Linked DNA regions of Rattus norvegicus: region 2 is linked to region 1. A link is a contact called in public Hi-C data. All regions are on one chromosome and are shown on one strand. The core of a region is the stretch at or near the end of the contact, and the rest is flanking DNA. Distances in the headings are between cores, read along the strand shown. Region 1 holds the start of Dennd1b (DENN domain containing 1B). Region 2 overlaps Dennd1b (DENN domain containing 1B).

Region 1 (4,263 bases), core at 1,141-3,640:
CGTCGATGTGGGAAAGAGCATTGTGGAGTGTACTTTCACCCTATCGAATCAAAACTAGACAGCCAATACACCCTTAAGCATCTTCTCAAGCTGATCTAACACAGGCTGTCCTGCTTTCTCCAAAGGACCTGCTCCAACCCAGAAGATGAAAACCTGACTACTGCTGCATCCCAGACCCTTTCAGGAAAGCGCTCCGTGGACAGGGCATTTAGCACAGGCTCCTGAGATCTTTATGGTACTTTATGGTACTTATGCGCGTGTTCAAAGTAAGAGAGCTGTTCACACACCCTGAGGAAACAAAACCTAACGAAAATTACTTTCCTTAGATCAGTTATTTTTAAGGAATTTGGACATTGGCCTCCTCGTTAAATCCTCCACAGAGTACAGAAAGTTTGTTTCACTTCCTTTAGAAGTTACTAGTTTGGAGTCTTTCTTCTTCCTAATTTCTTACACTGCACTCCTAACCTATTTATCTGCTACATTTCAAAAGGCAGACTGGAATATACTGAGATACTTAGAGCAAACAAAAATTTGGTTTTGTAACGTCTCTTTCCATGAGAAGGTATAAGACTAAGTCTCGGGATGTGGCTCACCAGTACACAGTATCTGCCCTAGAGTGCTTGAGGCCTTGGGTTTGACAATAATGGGAGGGAGAGGCAGGGGAAACTGTTAAAGGAAAAGACATCACAATGCAAAAAAAGTGATGATGTATATTTGAATTACTTCTGTTAAGGTGAGTGCCTCTGTACATTAGCATTTTAAATATATACTTTAAGATATCAATGCTACCTCTCACTTCTAAACAAACATTGATTTTAAATATTTACATATAAATATACATATAAATATATTACGTGACATTCTATAGAACTGGAAGGAAAGACAAGCCATACAAATTAAATTTACAAATATCCATTTCTCCACTTCCTCATCCCACCCGCTTAACTTGTTTCATGAGCATAAAATGGGCTCTGGGAATTTTTTTTTTTAAGTTCCCTCATAGTACAATTAAATGTCCAAAGGGTAAGTGCTTTTTTTAACCACCCTGCTCTCTATGGTGTCAAACATTAAAGGAAATATTCTAAATTGTGTAACGTTTCTATTTTCATAAAATATTTAGACTTTGTCTTAGATAAATTAACTACTGGCTCGGTTATACTTCTCCGCAATCTACAGGGCCTTTCACCGTGGCTCTAATACACAGTGAGGTAAAACGGAAGGGGAGGGGGCGGTCAAAGAAGACGAAATTTCTTCCCAAAGTAAAGTTTCCAGAGAAAAACAGCAAATGCCTATCCCTAAGACACTACCAAGCAGAGCCTCCACCGTTATTCAAATTGCTTTTTACCTACTCCCTACAAGTAAAATGGCCAATGGTGAAGGGCCAGCCACCTTAGCGCATATACCACTCTGCAAGCAGCACACACAGCGCCGGCATAAACAAACGCCGCTTTCATTTTAAACGAAGGAAAAGGATCAGAAAGCATCTCAGGCCACCGTGGAAAATCATCCTAAAGGGAGCAACGACGATCCTAACGCCGGGGGAGCGGTTTCCTAACCACCGCTCGCAGAGCCGCCCGCTCGCCCGCCCGCCGCCGCGGCGCACGGCCGACCGGGCCCAGGGAAGCCGGGTCGCCCGGCGGGCAGGCTTTGCGGCCTAGCGCCGACCGCCGCGCAGCGGGCCGTACCGGGCAGGCCGCACCCGGGACGGCGGAGACCTGGCCCCGCCGCCGCTCACCTGGTCCTGCGGTCCATGGTCACATGTCGCTGCGGGGCCGCCGTCGCCCCGCGCCCGCACGCCCGCACGCCGTCCGGGACGCGCTGCTCCGAGCGGCGGTCGGCCCACGGCGCCCTCCGCGGCCTCGCGGGGACAGCACCGCGGCGACGCCGCCCCCGCCCCTGCCCCCGCCTCTCGGTTCCCGCGACCGGGCTGGCGGCGGCTCCGCCACCTTCCGCGAACCAGGAAGTCGGCGGGAGGGGGAGGGGGCGCACGGGGACGCGCCCTGCGGCTGCACCTGGCCGCGCGGCCTCGGGGCCGGACCTGCCCTCCTGCTGTCCTGGGAACCGGCTTCTGCTGCCGCTGTCCCGGAAAAGCACTTCTGCCCCGGGGTTCCCACATCGCGACTCTCATTCATTGCAAATGGGGAGCTCAAGTGGATGCTCCGGCTTCCGCCTCACTCCTGCCGGTAGCCCGATTAGTGCTCTCTGAATCCCAGAGCCGCCCCCTCCTGATTCAGGAATGTTCAGACTTATGCACCTGCTAAACAGCTCTGCCAAACAGCTCCAGGAGAGGCTCCAGTTGCCTGCACATATGGGAAACACATTCCAGCCGCAGACACTGACGCACAGCCAGGGACTTAACTTTTGAACACACAGTGGCAGGCCCCCTAGAGTGTCGTCTCTAGGGGAGCTGAGAGGGCACCACGAAGGATGGAGGAGGTGAAACCCGATTTCCAGAACTCCGGAGCAAGTGTTTCTGTAAGCAGTGATAAACACTGGCTCGGTGTTTTCAACACCTGAGCTATAGGTACCTAATCCAGAGCAAGAGACTGGATCGGAGATAAGTAAGCAGTGGGCAGTGGCAAAGTTGAAATCTAACCAAGCTCGGCTGTTGCTGTTTCTTACTGTGACTTCTTATTGCCTTGTCTCCTGCTCTCTCAAATTCGGGATCTGATAAGAAGATATTTAGAAAGATTTATGGTAGGCATTCAAAACGTTGTCCAGGGCTCAGGCTCCCTAGAGACTGAGGAAGGCTTTCTCCCAGCTAGCATTCACCCTTGACAACGCTAAAGTGACTGTCACGCAATAAGGTTTGCTTCAGACTGTATCCATACAGAAAGTACGAGAATGAGGAAACCAAAGTGGTATGAATGCGGTATGAGTCATGACACTAAAAGTCAGACAAGGAGCCTTGGAAAATAAAGAGTAGATTTGATCTTAAACTTTCCTGTCAAAAATGGTGTTGTTCCATCAATACAGCAAGACATATTCCACAGCCACAAACCTCTTATTTTAAAAATGAGCTCCAAATGTAATTGAACAACAAAACAAAAGGACGCTGTATCAGTCCACACTGTGTGGTCGCCCCATAACTTGGTGTGAGATGCTTAACTTCAGTTTCTCGCTTCCTGCATTTGTAAAATGGGAATTATGACTTGCATATCACATGCGTACTGTGCTGTTCAAGTTTAAAAGCGCTATGCTTCTTGTAAGACATTTAGAGAAATCAGTGAATTTCAGTTTCACAATTAGGCCTACTATACCATGGCTATATGGTTTTCCCAGATACAGGTTTTTGCTGCCTAACTACCAAGTTAGCTTACTCCAAAGACTTGAAATGAATTCTGTAACTAAAAAACACTTCTGCCCCAAGTGTTACTGAAATGTGCAAGCCTCTTCTTTCATTATAATTAATTCTTCTCCAAAGAAAACAGTCCTGCCTAGGATGAGTGTGCCAGAATTCTTAGTCTGGGGTGAGAAAACAGTAACAAATGTTTTCACCACCCACTGTAAAGAGACAATTAGTTACTGTACAACGTTAAGATTGTTACTCAGTCAAGCTATACTAAGTATGAAAATGCCACGTATTTTTACTCTGTCAATCACATTTGAAGCCAACTACAATAAAGAGTTCGATATTATATAAAGCTTAATAAATAAACAGAGACATGGTTTATAATACATAGTTTATCACAAAGTACTGGAGAAAGAAGTTAGAATAAACCTGTCATGGTTTATTAAAACCAATGGTATAATTTTGGTAATGTTTGCTTCATATAAAATAACATTACTCATAGAGAAGTTTGCAGAAGGCAAAGTTTCAAGTTGGCTGTTACGTTTTTCCCAAGGTCATATTTCAGCAATAATAATTCCTACTTGACAATCACATTTTTAGGACCGTGGCAATCGAAGAACAAGACAGTAGGATAGTATTGGCAGGGAGCACATAACCGGAGCAGACTGTAGATCTGTGTTAGAGCACTGCCCACCAACTACACGGGTCTGGTTTGATACCCAGCGCAGGGAGAGGAGAAAAAGAAAAGTGTATTCTTCAGCTCCTGAGTGTGGTCTAAGTATGATCTTGACGATGAACGTGTTGATGTCCGTTACGAAGTTGCTTTCGTCGTTGACACGATTCAATAAGGGGAGAGGTCAATTAAGATAGCCTAACCTCCTTAGGACTGTCTATTTCAACTTACACTTCTGTCATTTTTTTTTTGCTTTATATAGTTTGTGACTATATTATAATAGATATTCCAATTTATG
Region 2 (4,263 bases), core at 1,176-3,675, 140 kb before region 1:
TACCCTGAGCGAGCAATGGGATTATGGGTAGATTAGGAGCCGTGTGTAAACTTTGAGCCACAAAATAAAATTATATTTCTTACTTACACATTATTTTTTCTAAATAACTATTGAAGACATTTGCAAAATTTAAAGAACTAAGTTTGTCAAATCTGAATTTTTATTTTTGGGAAAAGATACTCTGATATATAATAAAGTACTCCTTAATACTTACAATTAATCTGCAAGTCAAGTTTCTGTGATTTCTTTAATCTATACTGACCATAATATAAAGGTCTTTTTCCAATGGTGAAATCGGGCGAAGGCCAGCTTACCAGCAGTAGTCCAGCAGGTGTGGAGGAAGCACAGGGATATATATGTGTTGCCAGTACATCGGGTAGAGCAGAGCGGCCGATCCATGGAGACAGGCAGTTAACTAAAATTCACAGAAGGGTAACAGTGATGAGGAGCTGCTGACCCTCTAACAAAAAGGCATGTTCAAAGTATCAAAGATAAGTGGTCATCATAGCACAATTTACACGGTGACATAGCTCACACTGTTTTTACCAACTCTACATGTAAAAGTCTGTGTCTCAAAGGTCTCTCTGAAAAACACACAAACCGCAAAAGAGCTTTCTTGGGAATCATATGCAGATTGCTATATTCAACTTGAAAACCTAGTTAGGGTCAAATTTTGGACCATAAATAAAATTTGAACGGAAAAAACCTCAGTGAGTCTCTCAGAAAATATTATAGGAACTGACAATTTGTGCAGCACAGTCTGCGCATCGCTCAGATTAATACAGCACGATTAAATATGGGAAGAAGAGAGGCTGAAAGCTCCTGAGGGATATCATTAGGGCAAATTGCCAAAGAATGAAACATGAGCCAGTCAGGAGAGTCTGGAGCTGCGCGAATACCAGGGGACTTCAGTGTTCGACAGTCGGAGCCTCAGTAACGTGTGAACTGTGGGTTATGGTATCAAGAGACTCTGTTCACTGACACACAGAATGTCACTATTGACCAGCGAGCTGCCCAAGCTTGACAGCTGTACTACAGGAAGCCAAGTATATCATAATTTCATATTTAAACTGCTCATTCCAGATTAACATTTTGTTTCCTAGCTTTCTATCAAGCAGCTGCAATTACACTGCTGCTACGTTAGACATAATTGCCATTTTAATTGTTGTGTTTTGGCAAGCAGTAAGTAAAGAATTCTAATGCTTAACAAAGGGATACCATTTTTTTTCTCCCTAACTAATCCTCGTTCACATTTCTTTCTATGTGGCTTTTATTTTTAAAATTATTACAGTTATAAAGTATATTCTTGGTGGTTAAAGGAGTAATTAAACCAGTGTTCTTTTTCACTGTGCAGTGTTTTACAATAGTCTCCATGTCAAGGTTCTCAAAGAAGTCCTTTTAGCTAACTTGAAGGAGGATTTTTTTTAAAAAACTATATGAAACTAAACCATATACTTTCCATAAGAAAATTGCTCCATCTTTTTAAAAGAAGTCAAAATATACACATAATAGCTACATTTAAAACAATAATACATGGACACAAAGCAATCAAAATCTCATTAACAGCATCACCATTCTACATGTAAGTATAAAATGACTTCATTCAATATAAATCAATTACAGTAATGTGACCTAAAATAAAAATATTTCAATTTTCAATCACCTGTTCATGTACATTATGCATTTTCCAGTAAGACCTTTTATCGATGTTACACGACAATAATGCAGTCTGACTCAGACTCTGGTACCAAACCAGAAGCACTCAAGTGCCTTGCAAACTGGCTGTGTTAGTTTATCACAGTATTCTTTCAATACACAATATTTTTCATTCCTTAATTACAGGAAACACTATGCCACTAGGAGGCATTAAAATACTTCTATTTAACACGGACAGACCAAAGATCTGAGCAGATTATAAAGCAGATTAGAGACTAAAAGTGAGGCTCAACTACACACTGCCAAATTCTCCAAGAGCTTTCAGACGCTGATTGTGAACTGTACATTTTTACGTCTTTCTAAGCTGAGAGTTTACATTCCTTAGAGAAGCATAGTTATGTACCTTGTGCATGTGGAAACAAATTACTTTTGTAACATCTCACTTAAACTTTTAAAAAGGAAAGCTTACCTTTCTTACTGAGAAAAGAAAGTGAAGCAAAAGGAACAGCTTATCTAAGAGGAGGAGCCGCCATGAGGGCGAGATTCCACTGAGTGCATACCTTGCAGACAAACGCCCAACCCCTGCAGCTACCCTACCCACACGCCCAAGCCCCTAAGCATGTAACGCAGTGTGCACCAGCGAGCAATGGCGCTAGGTGGTGAGAAGGACTGGCTTCCTAGAAGATGGCTTCTAAGACCATACATGCTGTGTCACAAATCCCTGCACTGCTCAGAGTTTGGCAAGTGACACCCTTGCTAATCAGGCCTACTCAAGGAGAACTGTCACCCAGCCCTTGGAAACATTCCAGACAAAAGGACAGGGAGAAGGTTAAGAATACAGGACAATCTCTTTTTAGCTCATGTCTGCCTTAAGAAACCCCACTCACTGTATCACTTGAATGAATACACATACTATAGGGCTTATTTATCTACTATATGTAGGCTTCAGACTTCCATAGGTCTATAAGGAATTATACTTCCCCAATGATAGGAATATTAATTAAAAGTTGTTCTCAAGTACAAGACATTCAAGCACATACTTATGAAGACAGAAGACCAAAGAAGATCCAATGTGCACATTTGACCAACAGTACACAGAGCTGTAGTGTTTTAAAAATTGAGCAATTACATCATGAAGTTGAATAGAAGACAGCAAAGTTACAAGTAAATAAATATCATAATTATAAGAAAATAGATGACAGTAAGTCACTAAGCACAAGCATGTAGGTTGGATGAAATCTAGCAATCAGTTTTCCAAGTGCAGAGTTTGGAGACGGGTAGAGCTGCATGGCCTGTGATAGCTGCTCAGAGAAGCTGGTCTCAAGTGCCTGGTCATTAACACAAAACGTTTGCAGTGGATGGGGTACAAGTACGTTCTGTCATTGTCAAAACTCTATGCTTAGATGACATGAATTGCAGTATTTCAATTGCTTAGTGAAAGATTATCTGAACCAGATGGCTCTTCGTATATATAGTCTACCAACAAAATATATACAAAGATTAAGTTTAAATGTTTTAAAGCCTTCTAGTAGTTATGAAATCAGGAAAATCATAACATCTTTACTTACACCAACAAAAAAGTATTACCTTCTATATGCTATCACATAAGACACACAGAGACCCAGTGTTAAGAGGCTTACATGTCTTGGGGAAGGCTAACTGTAAGGCTATCATACTTTGCAAACTGAGCATCCTTATCTAAAACCTCTAAACCCCAAAAGATTCCAAATTCTTTAACTTTTTTCAACGCCAACATGACACTAAGTAGAAAACTGCACACCTGGTCTCATGTAACAGGTTCCAGTCAAAATGCATGTGTACTAAAAATATTGTTTAAAAGTACCTTCAAGAATTAAAAATGGAAATAGAAGCAATCAAGAAAGAACACATGGAAACAACCCTGGATATAGAAAACCAAAAGAAGAGACAAGGAGCTGTAGATACAAGCTTCACCAACAGAATACAAGAGATGGAAGAGAGAATCTCAGGAGCAGAAGATTCCATAGAAATCATTGACTCAACTGTCAAAGATAATGTAAAGCGGAAAAAGCTACTGGTCCAAAACATACAGGAAATCCAGGACTCAATGAGAAGATCAAATCTAAGGATAATAGGTATAGAAGAGAGTGAAGACTCCCAGCTCAAAGGACCAGTAAATATCTTCAACAAAATCATAGAAGAAAACTTCCCTAACCTAAAAAAAGAGATACCCATAGGCATACAAGAAGCCTACAGAACTCCAAATAGATTGGACCAGAAAAGAAACACCTCCCGTCACATAATTGTCAAAACACCAAACGCACAAAATAAAGAAAGAATATTAAAAGCAGTAAGGGAAAAAGGTCAAGTAACATATAAAGGGAGACCTATCAGAATCACACCAGACTTCTCGCCAGAAACTATGAAGGCCAGAAGATCCTGGACTGATGTCATACAGACCCTAAGAGAACACAAATGCCAGCCCAGGTTACTGTATCCAGCAAAACTCTCAATTAACATTGATGGAGAAACCAAGATATTCCATGACAAAACCAAATTTACACAATATCTTTCTACAAATCCAGCACTACAAAGGATAATAAATGGTAAAGCCCAACATAAGGAGGC

What was found. Hi-C and Micro-C count contacts between places; a contact is called where the count stands out from the background.
Region 2: a Hi-C map of psoas muscle shows a contact between it and region 1, with 2.8 times the contacts expected there. The contact joins the enhancer-like site here to the promoter of Dennd1b in region 1. A contact is called at or near these places in 2 of 12 Hi-C or Micro-C datasets (kidney and psoas muscle).

The regions. Positions count from the first base shown.
Region 1 is chr13:53,094,844-53,099,106 of GRCr8, reverse strand. Dennd1b (DENN domain containing 1B) reads right to left here and starts at 2,390. Exons shown (of 21, transcript XM_063272684.1): 1 at 2,255-2,390.
Region 2 is chr13:53,231,958-53,236,220 of GRCr8, reverse strand. It overlaps Dennd1b (DENN domain containing 1B), which reads right to left. Exons shown (of 21, transcript XM_063272684.1): 9 at 315-415. Among named protein-coding and RNA genes, the nearest start is that of Dennd1b, 140 kb to the right of the region's middle. Within about 2 kb of position 2,425, at least 1 of the 93 cell types and tissues checked has an H3K27ac peak or open chromatin away from gene starts, as enhancers often do.